Linked DNA regions of Mus musculus: regions 1 and 3 are each linked to region 2. The links are chromatin contacts, called in public promoter capture Hi-C maps. All regions are on one chromosome and are shown on one strand. Each heading gives the region's core, a stretch centred on a gene start, on an enhancer-like site or on the middle of the called end of the contact. The rest is flanking DNA. Distances are from core to core; before and after follow the strand shown.

The links. Promoter capture Hi-C pulls out the DNA fragments that hold promoters and counts their contacts.
Region 1: a contact with region 2 is called in a promoter capture Hi-C map of the HPC-7 cell line. The contact joins the promoter of Lpin2 here to the promoter of Memo1 in region 2. A contact is called at or near these places in 2 of 39 promoter capture datasets (the HPC-7 cell line and cranial neural crest).
Region 3: a promoter capture Hi-C map of the HPC-7 cell line shows a contact between it and region 2. The contact joins the promoter of Strn here to the promoter of Memo1 in region 2. A contact is called at or near these places in 2 of 39 promoter capture datasets (the HPC-7 cell line and cranial neural crest).

The regions. Positions count from the first base shown.
Region 1 is chr17:71,181,815-71,186,938 of GRCm38.p6, reverse strand. Lpin2 (lipin 2) reads right to left here and starts at 3,407. Exons shown (of 20, transcript NM_001357791.1): 1 at 3,195-3,407.
Region 2 is chr17:74,292,202-74,296,712 of GRCm38.p6, reverse strand. Memo1 (mediator of cell motility 1) reads left to right here and starts at 1,850. Exons shown (of 9, transcript NM_133771.2): 1 at 1,850-2,021. The coding sequence starts at 1,961.
Region 3 is chr17:78,733,061-78,738,060 of GRCm38.p6, reverse strand. It overlaps Strn (striatin, calmodulin binding protein), which reads left to right and starts at 1,500. Exons shown (of 18, transcript NM_011500.3): 1 at 1,500-1,807. The coding sequence starts at 1,574.

The DNA of each region.
Region 1 (5,124 bases), core at 2,158-4,657, 3.1 Mb after region 2:
TTTTGCTTGGTTTTGAGATAAGATCTCACTCTGTACCCCAGGCTAGCTAATCGTGGAACTGGTGAGTTCCTTCTGACTCCTGATCCCAAAGCACTGGGATAACGACTTGGGCAACCTCTCTTCTTGTTCTTCCTCTTATCTCTTTCCAGATTCTAACAACAGTAGGAGGAGATGATCAACTCAAGCTTCCTGCCATAAACAACAGGGCTGGAGGTGAGGCAGACAGACAGAACGCACAGGGTAGTAGTACTCCGGCCATCCCGCCACCACATACGGGTTGCTACCAATAGTTAGGGATCTCTACTGATTTCATGTGGTCCCCAAGAGTGAGTGATTTTTCTCTTACATGTTCATCTTGAAAAATACAGGACTGAAACATGTGAAGTGTTTCGCTATTAAACCCACTGCTGTGGCTGGAAAGATCAATCACTGGCTAAAAATGTTTGCTGTACAATCATGAAGACCTAGTTCAGATCCCAGCACCATTAGGTCTGGACAACTGGAGTGAGAATTGCTGGCTTAGCAGAGTAACTAAATATATGACCTGTAGGTTCAGGGAGAGACCCTGTCCGAAAACAATATGGTATAAGGTAATAGAGGAAGGCACCTGACTCCCTTCTTTGTTTACATGAACACAAGTGCACACATTTACCTATGACATTGTAGGGGAGGTAGATCCCCTAACTGTTAGCAAAGTGAGTAAGAAAATGTATTCAAATATTTTATTACAGGGGGCTTAGGATATAGTTCGGTTGGTAGAGTACTTGCCTAGCATGCACAAAGCCCTGAGTTCAAGTCTCAGAACTTCCTCAACCAATTATGGTGGCACACAATACAGAGTAAGTTCAAGACCTGAACTATCTGAATGAGACTGTCTCAAAAACATAAAAACTTTATTATCAAGACATCATCAGAGTGTTATCACTGCAGGGTATATCTTCCAGCTATTCCAATTTTTTTAAAGAATTATTTATCTTATATATATGAGTACACTGTAGCTGTCTTCAGACACACCAAAAGAGGGCGTCAGATCCCGTTACAGATGGTTGTGAACCACTATGTGGTTGCTGGGAATTGAACTCAGGACCTCTGGAAGAGCAGTCAATGCTCTTAACTACAGAGCCATCTCTCCAGCCCCCATTCCAATGTTTTAATGAGACATTGTTTACACTGGATTCTGACAACTGAAGGCCCGACTACAAAGCTATAAGCTATTTTGCCATGAAGGTGACAGGTCCTAGGACCCTGAACCTAAGCCAAAAGTATTAATTTACTTAGCAATGAAGGGAGTCAGACACAGCTAAAGCAAAGTTGCAAATCAACTCCTGCAACCCTGCTGACCAGCTGATTGAGAGGGTACACTTCCTACAGCCCCACCCCTAAACAAAGTGACAACAGGCCCTGGGGACAGACAGAGGATTTCAAAGACAAGACACATAGGCTTAACTTAGACTTAAGATCTTGCCCACAGGCTGCTGAACACCTAAGGGAGGCACCAGTGCACCTCCCAGCAAGAAGGGTTCCAACTCATTGTCCCACTTCTGAAGTATATTATGCACACCATCAGAGAGGATAGCTGCAGTGACCTATACTATATTTAAGTCCAATATTAATATTTAAACACAACAAAATGTCCACCGTAATGTTCACTGGCCTAACCTTTGACCACCTCTGACCCGTGATAGCACCAAGATTATCCCATCCAAGGCATACCATACAAGAAAATTTGATGATTTCATTTCATTCCACTGGCTCCCAGTGACCTACAAGGACAAACTGCTTGCAGCTTCTTCTCTTCACTCAAGAAGCCCCAACCAAAGCTCTTCTAAAAGCCAGCCTCTGTGCTTAGTAATAAACAGCTATTGGAGTCTTGCCTGCGGGGATCCTGTGCCCAGTGCAGGGGATAGTCCAGTCAGTAAACCAAAACGCACAAGGCTAAGCAAGGAGAACAAGCATACAGCCATTCAAGAAACAAAGCTCCGACCTTTATCCCTTTATCTGCTTAACTGCACTTGGCGTTCAAGGGTTTTCAAATGCTCCCATTTCCAGAGCCTCTTAAGCATACAGCTGCTCTGCCGAATCTCAATTTTGCCACAAACGCGAAAGTAGACCCAGCCATTTCATTTCTAGCATGCTACAGCTATTCTGCTACTACCTCGAACTTGAAGATCGCTGGGGCCGATAAACCACAATCAAGAACACATTTAACTAGGAGGAAGCCCGTAGGAGGCTACCCACGGGCAATGTGAGAGGGCACACCGGGCAGGGCAGCCCAACGAGGGCTAAAACACCTGTTTCCTCCCACACTTGGTGGCTGGCTGGGTTGCTAACCCAGTCTAGCAATACCTGCCACGATTCGTAGTTTTAAGCCAGTGAAAGCAATCAATGTCGGATCAACACAGACACTAACCGGCAAATGATCCCAAAATAGATTTCAAAATTCAACTTGTGTTATCATAACGTTTTAAATTAGTGAGGCGAGGTTCGGTACCAACTTAACCAGCATCCCTACTGCTGGGCAAATGAGCTTCAGCGCCATGCAAGAGCCTCAGTTTCCATTTTTAATTTTTTTTTAAGTCTCAAAGATGCATTAAAATAAGTGTGTGGCCGCTTGTTCAGTAATCCCTCAGTGCCTCTCCAAGTATCCTGCGTTCCAGTACTTTCTGAAAGCGAGGGCGATCTTCCTAGTCTTGTTCTGCATAATTATGGCTCCGAAACGCCATCCTAAATTTGAATGAAAATAATTTTCTTAGGCTGGGGTGGATCCGCGGCGCTCAAAACTGGGCCTCAGAGCTCCGGTTCCCACAGCCGACAGAACCTTCCAGGGCCCCGGGGGTCGCCGGCAACAGGCTACTCACATCTAAACCAGGTCCGCGGCCTGCAGGAGGCGGCGGCGACGGCGACGGCGGCGGCGGGCAAGCCAACGGCCTGAGGGAATAACTGCACCTCGCCAGTCCCGGCCGGGGGATGACCGCGACCGCGCGCCGGCGTCCGCTCCCCTCCCCCAGGCCCGGGGCTGCGGTCCCCGGGCGCGCCGCCCGCGGCTCGGAGGACCGCTGCCGACGTGAGGGTCTCCGCAGACGCCCGCGCGTCCTCAGGCGGCGCGGCCGCGGCTACGTGGCCCACGCGAGGCGAGGCCGCGAGCGGGGACGCGGCCCCCCGGGAAGCCCCGGCGCTGTCTCCGGCCCGCTTACCTGCGGCACCGCGCGCGGCTCTCACTCGGCGGACTGTTGTGCAGCCCCGCAGGGATGCCCCAAGAAGCGGGGGAGCAGGGGGCGGGGCCGCCGCCTCCGAAGCCGCGGGCTACAGCGGAGCCCGCCGGGCCTCATGAATGGGACGCGGCGGCGGCAGCAGCGGCGGCGGCGGCCGAGCTGGCGGTAGACTGCGCGCACGCCCCGCCCCGGCCCGGCCACGTGACGCGAGCTCCGCCCCCGCCGGCCGCGCGCCTGGAGCCCTGGGCCCCTCCGGGGAGAGAGCAGCTCGACGCCGGCGCCGGCCTCAGAAGGGCGCTTTAAAAAAAAGTTTCCTCCGGTCCCCATGGCAACCTTGCGGCGCTGCGTCGGGCTTCAGAGTCCAGCTACCAAAAAAGAGTGCAAACGGTCTGCTGCATAATGGTGTCCCCGCGTAACGCGAGTGCACCATCATGGGATCACTGCAGAACCCGTATCTTTCCTTATTTACCCTTGGAGCTCGGTGATAACACCGCCTACTTAAAAAGTGCACTTTAACGGCTGCAGCTGCGAGTGTTAGTGACGGCGGCTGTTTTTCGTCTTGTATATCTGCAGCTGGTTCTTTCGATGGAAGGCCATGGCATCACTTCTAAATGCTTGTTAATTTCTTCGTGCTCACCGCGAGCATGAACAGTGTGACACAGTCTTCCGGCCGCTGAGCCATGCATTTATACAAACTCTCTCCGGTATGGGCCTGGGCACAGCAGTTTCTTTGCAACAATGAAGCGCGGTGAGCATAGTCTGTGCTGGGACCCGGGAAACCTTTCGTTTCCCTGCCTAAGTACCGCCGTGTGGAATTCAACCAGATTGCCTCAGTAGTTACCAAGGTCCACAGAGACACCCAAACCTACTGGGATTTTTCACTTCAGCGTGGCTCTTCATCTGATCTACCAGTGAAAGAAATGTTTTCAAGGTTGAAAGTTTCCCGTAAATGCTCGAGAAATACTACTCCTCCGCTGTGGGGAAGTGCAATTAAACCCAGAGAACCCAGTCCTCAATCCCCAAGTCAATGCACTGGGAACAGCTACACCTTCATTCCCATTGGGAGCCCAATGTAGCTTGCAGCCCAGACTGTAGAACACGCTGTTACTGTTTGTTCTCTAGCTTCTCATTCTTGACTTTTCCTGTTTCTCTCGGGATAGTTTCATTACCTCCTACCTTGGGAGGGAAATATTCTCACGCTTCCTTCCTCTCATCATGCAGAAAGCAGCAGACAACCCGCCCTTCCTCTGTCACCGCCCCCTCTGGGCTTTGACACCTTACTCAGAAGGATTGGTTCATGTTTATAGTATTTTCCTCATTCTCTAGTGGCTGCCTGCTTCATGCTACTACTGAGGCAGAAGAGGAACTAATTAAATATTTGTTGACTGTTCCTCGACTTCCCCCAGCTGATACCTGTAAAGTTGGGGCACACCCAACTCCCATCTGCTTCACTGCCCAGAGTCTTTCCTCACCTTCTGACCCTACCACCTTCCAGTTTCATGGCCAAGAACCTTCCCCCACCAATCATCGGTCTGCTAGTCTAGATGTATCTTTCATTTCAAAGAGAGAAGACCTTGTTGCCCCTAATGTAGTTTGGCCCGAGATGTTTTGACTCTAGAGTTGCAAGCTGTCTTGATGTTTTGTTTAAGAATATCTTTCTGTGTCCTTTCGGGGTTTCCCCACCGTGCACTGCAGCCTCTCCTTACAAGCCATGGAACGGCATATTCTTTTGTTTGTTTGTTTGTTTTTGTTTTTATTTTTAATAATTCTTATTTTTGAAATTAGGATATAATTACAGCATTTCACCTTCCTTTTCCTTCCTCCAACCCATCTCATGCATTCCTTGCTCTCGCTCATATTCATGGCCTCTATTTTTTCATTGCTTATACATACATTCATAGATATATAAATC
Region 2 (4,511 bases), core at 601-3,100:
TTATAATTTGTGTGTGTGTGTGGAGTATGTGCATGTAATCGTAGGTGCCTGTGGAGGCCAGAAGAGGGCGTTAGAGCCCCTGGAACTGGACTTGCTTGGGCGCTACCCAATGTGATGCTGACTCAACTTAGGTCCTTTGTAAGAGCAGTGCTTATTTTTTTTTTTTATTTATTTATTTTTTTAACCACTGAGCCATTTCTCTGGCGCAAGAAGTTGTATTTTATTCATTAGGGTCTTTGCTAAGTTTGGTAAGCAACACAAACTCTTGGGAGAAAGCGGCAATTTACCTTTTTCTTGCCATTGAAATTAACTGTAGAGCTTTTCTCATAACACTTGAGAACTTGGCAAAAACCCCAACCAAACAAAAAGTATACTGTTACAGCATTAAGGAACGCCGAACTTGGTTAGGCAGCTAGACATCTACTTTGGACTTCTCCAGGATCTAGTTTAATGTGAAACTAAGATATACCCGGTGTATGATTTCTTTCCCAAATACTTTCTGGGAGTTGGGGAACTGTTACACTTCCTGGGTTTTGGAATCCAGCACTTCAAAGCCAAACAAACCACTTCCTTTGTGATTCTACCCAACTGGTAAAGGAATTCTTTTGCTGCGTGGAATACTTACGTGGAATACTGGGATTTTATAAGTGAAGGGTGACATTTGTAGTATTCCTTACCCCGTCTGGTTCCTCATACGCATTAACTCATAATCCTTGGTACCCCTCCCTCACGAACGTCACCCCCATTTAACACAGTAGGAAATAACTGAGACAATCTTTGCCACATTGCAGTTATACCTAAAATACAATTAGTAAATTTAACTGTGTCGAAGACATTAGGTCGTAAGGGGCGAGCCTGGGAAGCGAAGGTTACATTTTGACAGGGTCGGTCCTCCACCCCCCCATATTCTCCCATCCCAGTACGCCTCGCAGCGCGATGTCTCTGCCAGCGAAACTTCGCGGCGTGGCCCCAGACTTGCATTCCTGGGCGATACCCCGAGGGTGGGAACCCCACCAAGGACGCCGGGGAAGGGGGAACCCCGACGGGACTCGGCAGGCAGCGATCGCGTGTGTGTTGTGTGTGCTGAGCCAGCGGCGCACGGGGACAAGCCAGGCGGCTGGGGGGGGGGGGGGGGGAAGGGGCTCACCCCGCCTCGCGGCTGCGTCCTGCGCCCCGCGCCCTGCCCCCAGCCTCTGCTGGCGCTAAACCCCGGAGAGCGGAGCGTGCACGCTGAGCCTCCTCGGCGGGCCCGGCCGCGGCGCTGGGCATGCTCAGTGGGCCGGCCCCGGTAGAGCGGCGAGTAAGGACGCGTGGGCTCCCCAGGCTCTGCCTTTCCCGGGTTCAGGCCCCGGCCCCGGGCTGTGTGTGTGTGTGTTGGGGGGGAGGTGGCACCGATCGCCGCCGCCCTCCGGCTCGCGGCCTCCCGACCCGGGATGGCGCGGGGCCGGTCCCGCTTCCGCCGTTGAGCGCGCGGCACGGCGGGCGGAGGCGCGGGGCGGGGCGGGGCCGGCGGGCGCGCGGCGGGAGGGAGGCCTCGGTGGTGGGGGCGGGGCGGGGCGGGGCGGTGGGGAAGGGCGCGGAGTCACGGGGGTGGGGTCAGCGGGAGGCTCGGCAGGCCGCGCGCGGCGTGGCCGGGGGGCGGCTCGCGGAAGCAGCTCGGGCAGGGGTAGGGGCGGCGGCGGCGGCGGCGACTCCGCGGCCGCGCGGCTAGGGTAAAGCCGCCGTGGGCCCCATCTTCCGGCGGCCGGCGGAGTTTGTGGTGATTGTTGCCGCCCTCCGCCCTGGCTGCCATCTCCTCCTCTTCCTCCTCCTCCTCCTCCTCCTCCTGGGCCGGGCTGGTCCCCTCCCCGCGGCCGCCTCCTCCTGGGCTGGGCCCGCGGCGTCTCGTCCCCTCGCGGAGCCGCCGCCGCCGCCGCCTCCTCATTCATCCTCGTGCACCATAGGCGGCACAGGCACCAAGATGTCCAACCGAGTGGTCTGCCGGGAAGCCAGCCACGCCGGGAGCTGGTACACCGCCTCAGGTAAGGGCGCCAGGCCGCCGGGGTGGTCGAGCTGGGCAGCCGGGGCCCGGCGGGCGGGGACTCGGGCGGCGGGCGGAGGGCGCTGACCGCGTGCCGAGGGATCGGGGCCGGGCCGCGCCGCCTCCCCCACCCGGCGCTCGGGCAGGCGGCCTGGCGCCCGCGGAGTTGGGCGAGGAGTTGCCGGCCGGCCCCGGCCAGGGCGAGCGCGGGCTCCGCGGCTCCGCGGACGGCCTCTGCGGTGGGGAAGGACGAGTTGGCGCGGTCCTCGTTGCCAGAGGCTGGCCGAGGGGACCGCAGTTTTTGCTCCCACCCTTGGGGCACCCAGCGCCCCTGGAAGGAGTGACAGGCAGTACTTTTTCTACCCTATCTCTCGTGTTGCTACTCTTGGTCTCTCTCGCTTGGAAGATCTGTCAGACCTGGGCCTCTCGGGGGGATTTGTCGCTTTGTACGTGGAGATTCGGGCAGAGCTGCTGCCAGGCAGGGGCTCTGGGTGGCCTCCAAGGTCTTTTGTCAGTGTTTGCATTGTTACTGTCATTTAGGGGCAGCTGGAGATGGCATCAGCACTTTTCCTGAGCAACCTCTTTGGTATCCTGTGTTCAGCACCGAGCCGGGGCTGGACGACCTGCCTAGTTTAGCTTACGTTTTGAGAGAATTTTGTCTGCACTGTCTTCAAAAAACCATGTGTAGTTCTTTGGGTGAGAAAGGGTAGGGCCGTTTCCCTCCAGTACAACTCTCTTCACAAGGATTGTTTTCTGAGATTATTTTCAGGGGTCACATTTCTGCTTTGGTAACAAAGAAAAGTTCCTCCGTGATTCCTGTTGGTCTCTAGGCCATCTGTGCTTCTCAGCAACTGGCCCTAACCATATTTCCCTTTGCAAGTACTAGGGTTGGATAGTGACATGATTCTTTTGGGAAAACGGAAAATCTGGAAGGCAGTTTTTTTTTTTTCCCTGAGATTGTTCAACCAGCTGCAGAAGTACATGCATCTTGTTGGTCCACAGCGGATTTGCCCTGCTAAGACACAAAAGAATGACATGGTTGGGTTTGGAACTACTGCTAACAGGTGGCTGTAGTTTTTGCGTTAGATAAGTATGACATTTTATGGTCCTGAAGTACTTCATAGACTTTTAATCAGTTCTCACTACCTGAGAATGTCAGTTCTTGTGCCAGTATATGGGGAAACAGAAATTTAGTGCTGCACCCCAGACTAGGCCTGTGGTAAAATAGGAATTGTGTAAGTCAGGTCTCTGGCTCCTGAGTTTGCCCTTTATAATCAATGCACTATTAATACTGCTTTTTTGTTGTTGTTGTTGTTGTTGTTTTGGTTTTTCGAGACAGCGTTTCTCTGTGTAGCCCTGGCTGTCCTGGAACTCACTTTGTAGACCAGGCTGGCCTTGAACTCAGAAATCCGCCTGCCTCTGCCTCCCAAGTGCTGGGATTAAAGGCGTGTGGCACCACCTCCTGGCTTATTTTTAAGTAGAAGGTTTTTTCCGCAGTATGTTTTGGAGAATTAGAAAGTCACATTGTTCCCATTCACGGCTATCTTTTAGCATTTATTTATTGTGTTCCTGTGCATTTGTTACAAATGTTTTAAGCTTTTGTTGTTGCTTGCTTTGGAATGTGGGCAAATATTCTAGGGAAGTTTTAGATTGTTAAGCATATATATGGGTAGTAAAATTGGGTATAGTTCACACTTTTGGTCTTAGAATTCCTTAGAGTTTACTTACATACAAGATGTAGTCTTTAATCTGGTAAAAAAAAAAATCCTATCTGTAGATACTTATTAGTAAATAGGCAGGTAGTTACATTTTTTCCCTAAAATCTGGGTGAATTAAATAATACCTTTAACTGGAATTCAGGTGTATGAATTTTTGGGGTGTGTGCGACTCACCTAGGGTTTCTCTGTGTTGCCCTGGCTGTACTGAAACTCCCTTGGATTCAGAGATCTGCTTGGCTCTGCTTCCCAGTGCTGGGATCAAAGGCATGCACCATCACTTCCTGGCCAGTCTTTTTAAGTTTGACTGATATTGAGGAAATTAGGGTAAACTTAAAGCAGTTTAGTTTTAGAAGCTTAATTTGTATCCTTAAGATGAATGAAGCAAACTTATAGGTATGTAATGTAAAGTTGGTCTGATGACTGTATCTGTAGGATAGAATAGTGTAGCCAGGTTGAAATGACCTACTCTTGGGACTTTTTATTTGTATTGTGCTATTGTTTCTCTAGACCAGTCAATAAAAAACTGAGGAATAGGAAGAATGTGTTTGTTGATTGTCATTTTGTATCTTTTCCAGTGTTCAGGTTGTACACATAGAAAGTATTCGATTATTGAGTGAAATAAGAGTAAAGCCACATTGAGTTCAGTTAACTAGCTATTTCATTAAGAAAAAAAGTGTACATTTATATTGCATGCACTCATTCACATGTCTTTTTGTTATTTACCCCTTGTTATATGCTGTTAGATCCATTGGCTGAGGGTGCTATAAACTTCT
Region 3 (5,000 bases), core at 251-2,750, 4.4 Mb before region 2:
CAAGGAATTTGGCCAGGCCTGGATCAACTTTTTATGATAATAAAGAATGAATTCACAAAGCAGAAACATTCAGTAACTGAGCAGAGGGCTTTGCCATCGCTCTTTGCAACCCGAGCAGAGACAATGTGTTTCCTGTCCTTTTCACAAGTTGCCATGGGAAGACCAGGGAACAGAGAGGACAGGGACAGGATGCCCTTCCCTTGCAAGTCACTCATCAGCTTGTATCTTGACTCTCTTTTTTTCTTTTTTCATGTCCACCAGATCAAAACAAAATTACAATTTTTTTTTGTTGGAGTGACAGATAAATAATTACTTAATTTCGTTTTCATTTCTTAAATGTTCTTCAGGCACATTCCTTTCTCCAGTTGGTGTAGTGTAAATTTATAATGATAATAGTTATCAGGGTACTCAGAGAGGGAAAACACTGGCAAACCACTTAGAAGGAAAGGATTTTAGTGTGCCTTTGGTGTAAAGATCAATTGCCCAAGAAATTAGGAAAGCGACAAGTGGGAAGGGGAGGTTCCCGGGTTCAGGAGTGCAATAGAGCAAAAAGGGACTTTGTTCCTTCTGATTGTAGCCCTTAGGGCTCTGTGACTCTATATGTATGTCAACCTCCTTTTGATGACAAGAACTGTGACATCTATCTTTATATTCCTGGCACGGAATATTACTGACAATAAAATACTTGTTCAAGCGAATTGAGTGAAAACTGCCGCAAAGATGGGGGGAAAAATGAGATTGGACAGGCAGCACTTCTTTATTACTGGAGATCTAAAACTTTGGCAGAATTTACAAGCAGGATTAGCACAGAGAAAGGGACTTTTAATACTAATATTTCAGACCAAGTGTTAAACTGGAAATTAGAAAAAGCCCTCATGGCAAATGTCGAACCTTAGCAGAAAGAGAGAAGACCAGAGTTCCTCCTCCTAAGGGAAAACTGGTCTGTTAACAAGCACTGAGCCCCTCTGGGGATGAATGGTAGGCTCGATGGCAAGCCGTGGTCCAGGGGTGTCGAGGCTTTGATGAACCCCGAAAAGGGCGACGAGGGGGCAGACGACCGGATGGCTTGCCCAGCGCCTATTTCTTAACAAAACGACCAGGAAGCCCTAAACTAAGTGGAGCTAGGGCTGGTACTTGGCGTGATAACTTCCGCGTGCGAATATGCAACAGGGAGCGCCGCTCGCGAACTTCCGCATGAAGGGAGCCTGCGGCGGCGCGACCCGAGGGGCATCGGCTGGCCGCACTGCCGAAGAGGAAACCCGCGGAGCCGTCAGGGGAGGGCGTGGCGAGGAAAGGGCGTGGCTTCGGTCCGGCCTCCGAGAGGCGCAGGCCTACAGGCAAGCGGGGTTCGCCACGCCCCGGGACTACATTTCCCGGCAAGCCCCGCGGGCCGCAGTTGACCCACTTCCCGGCCCGTCACGGGCTCGCCCGGCCCCCGCGCCCGGGCGGCTGCTCCCTGCTGACTGGGGTGTGGGCGGGGAGCGGCGGAGGGAGGAGGCAGAGCTGGCCGCCGCAGTTTGCCGCCGCTGCTGGGCGCCTAGGCAGAGAGCTCCCCGGGGTTCGTGCGGCCGCCATGGACGAGCAGGCGGGGCCCGGCGTCTTCTTCAGCAACAACCACCCGGGAGCTGGCGGTGCTAAGGGGCTCGGGCCTCTGGCGGAGGCTGCAGCGGCCGGAGACGGAGCGGCTGCGGCGGGGGCGGCCCGAGCTCAGTACAGCCTCCCGGGGATCTTGCACTTCCTGCAGCACGAATGGGCCCGCTTCGAGGTGGAGAGAGCCCAGTGGGAGGTGGAGCGGGCGGAGCTGCAGGTAAAGACCCTCCCGGCCTGGCGGTCCTCATCCCGCCTCTTCTCTCTCTTCAGCCCCGCCCCAGACCCTTCGCCCCCTCCCCCAGCCCGCTCGCGCCCCCTCCCCCTTGCCTTGCGCCCATCACTTCCAGAATCTCATCCCCCTTCCTCCAGTCACCTTTGACTTTTTTTTGCTGATCCCACTTCCTTGAGCCTGTTTTCCCACTCCTTCTGATCCATTTACCCTCCCGGCGGCTGTTTTCCCCACTCTCAACTCCGGTGCTTATTCCTACTGGTTTGCCATGCCACATTTTGGGGTTGTCTGTCCCTTTCGGTTTACTGATTGGGTTGACAGTAGTTTTGAGAGACTCCGAGCAGATCATCCTGGCTCAACCTGACGCACCCTAGGTCTAGAGACGTTCCTCGCAGAAGGGTTTGGCAGTTGTCTATCGCTCACTCTGCAAGGAAGGTGACCAGAGAAAGCAACACAAGTTGTATCAGTGAGGCCTTGGCTTTCCTCGAGAAACTGATGTTACTAGCAGTGTCAGCTCCAGTTTTATGTCTGAAAATGTTTCCCTGTCTGCCCTTTGACCCCATCCCGCATTCGCGTTTGGGTTAGACTCATAGGTTTCAGTGAAGGATTTGATTGATGGGAGTCAGAAAATGGGCAGAGGTGGGACATCTTTTCACAGAATCTCAAACTTCCCAAGAGTTGATTTGTATGTCCAGAGCTTAAAAGGAACTAAAGGGGCTTCAGGGCTACGTTGCCCCCTTGCATAACCTGCCAGATAAAGCATGCTTATCTGAGAGGAGCTCTTGTGCGCCAGAGAAGCATGAAAGGTTGGTAACTCACTGGTCACTCTGAGTTGGTAAGTAGGTTTACTGTGACTGTTTATAAAACTTCCAACACATACACTAATTTCCAGAGGAACTCAAAGAGCTGTGAATTGTGCCTCTCTGTTTTATGGGCTAAATCTGTATGCTTATGAAATTTGAGTACAGTTTTAGTTTGTTTGCGAAGCACTCGAAGTGTGTTTCTTTTTTGGTTTTTGGTGGTTTTTTTTTTTTTTGGCACAAAATATGAAGAGAAAGAAACACTGAAGAGACTCGCTTGTAGAAGCGTACTGCTTTGAGAGATTGATGTGGCCACAGAAGGAGCAAACAGGCAAGGTTATGGTAAATAAGTCTCTGATAAAGGCTGGGCTTGAGTCCGGCTCTGTGACCTTGAGGGGATTCTGTGACCTCTCTGGGCTTCAGTTTCAACCCTTACTTATTCAGCACAGGTTCAGGGCTCAGTGAATGCCTGCCTTGTGTATCCAGACTCCGATTAACGAAACCTGCCCCCCTCATGGAGTTTCTGTTTTAATGAGAAGGCGGACAGTCAGTGGATAGAGCTGTGTGAACTAGCCCACGGTTATGTCTATCTCCGATGAAACTTAGGAATACAGGAGTGTAACCAACTTCGGGGCGGTGGGTAGGGCAATTGAATGAAGTCAGGTAGTGGCCTGTATGGTTTCTTACGTTTCTGCAGTTACATGGCTTGTATTCTTTGCTGACTTTCTCATCCCTACTGTTAGGTATGAGTCTATTTGATATTTGTAAGTCTTCCTGTGGTGACTGATCTTGTACTCAACCCAGTGACTTGAGAGTACGCAGAAATGGTCAGACATTTACCTGTCGTTACTGGCAACGCATTCTGTAAATGTGCTTATGGAGTTCAGGTCCAAGGGACTACTGCATGAGAGCTAACTCCATGCATGGTTGCTGCAAGTGATTTTTGTTTGTTTCTGTTTAAATTTTAGCATATTTTATAGTTTAGGGACTATAAAACAAATGACTCTAATCTGGTTAAAAACAAGCAATAAAATAATGTTTGCCTGAGCCGCGCATGGTGGCGCATGCCTTTAATCCCAGCACTTGGGAGGCAGAGGCAGGCGAATTTCTGAGTTCGAGGCCAGCCTGGTCTACAAAGTGAGTTCCAGGACAGCCAGGGCTACACAGAGAAACCCTGTCTCAAAAAAACCAAAAAAAAAAAAAAAAAAAAGTTTGCCTTCCTATGTGTAGATGTATGAGGATCTACAGACTAGCCTATGTTCATTCATTCTATTCTCTGAGGCTTAGAGTTTACAATTTATGTGTACATTTAACTAGTCTTTAATTTTTATACACACATCCAAATTAACTTCAGGTAAGTTTCATATTTTTCTTTACGATAAGGACACTACTTAATTTTAAAATCTTTTGATTTATGTTCCAGAGAAAGTTAGAAAAAAAATCATAGACTATTTTGTAAATATAATAAATACTATTATTATTGCAGGGTTTATATGTATGGTCTCTGTATCATTAACAGAATGAAAAAATTTAAAAACCTTGTACTTTAAATCAACATTAAATTTGATTCTCCCTTTCTGTGCCATTAGGCTTTTCCTGGGGTTGGGGGACAATGTAAAGTAAAAGAGATAAATGAGTTGTGATGACACATGCCTCTGTCCTTTTAATTTTTAAATCTCTTCTGAAGCCGTTAACACCAAAGTCAACAGAAGTGCCTTTAAGGTTCAGTCTCATTTGTCCCTACAGGAACCTGTCAATCCCGCTCTTTCAAGTTGTCAGGGCTGAGTTGTGAAAGGCAACCCAAGTTCTCATCTGTCTGGGCAGCCTGTGTCACTTCCTCCCTCCTTTAGATAATGGGAGTGAGAAGGGAGTCACAGCATATAAAAGCATTTAAAAAAAAATCTTTTTTCCTCCTTTCTCTTGTTAGTTAATAGACCATCCCCCCCACCAACCGTGAGAATTGGTGATTCAGGAGGGAATAGAGAATAGGGAATATCAAGGTATTGCTGAGTTTTGTGTTTGAGAAAGGAATTGAAAGAATACTAATAATATTTGAGAGGTTTTCTTTTTTTTTTTTTTTTTCATGTATGAGTCGTCGTGCCTGAGACCCCAGAGAAGTTTGCATCCTAATCAGTATGGTGGTGGGTAGGAGACTCAGACCCATTTGAGGGAGAGATTGACTTTCTTAGAACAGCGTGAGAAGATTTGGCAGCAAATGTGGAGGGTTATGAAGTAATCAAAACCCGAAGCTTAGTCATTTTAAAGTTACTTACAGGAGGGCCAACATGTAAAGAAAATCAAGTAACCCTAGGTTTTGATGATGATGATGTGTGTGTGTGTGTGTGTGTGTGTGTGTGTGTGTGTGTGTGTGGAAGTGTCTA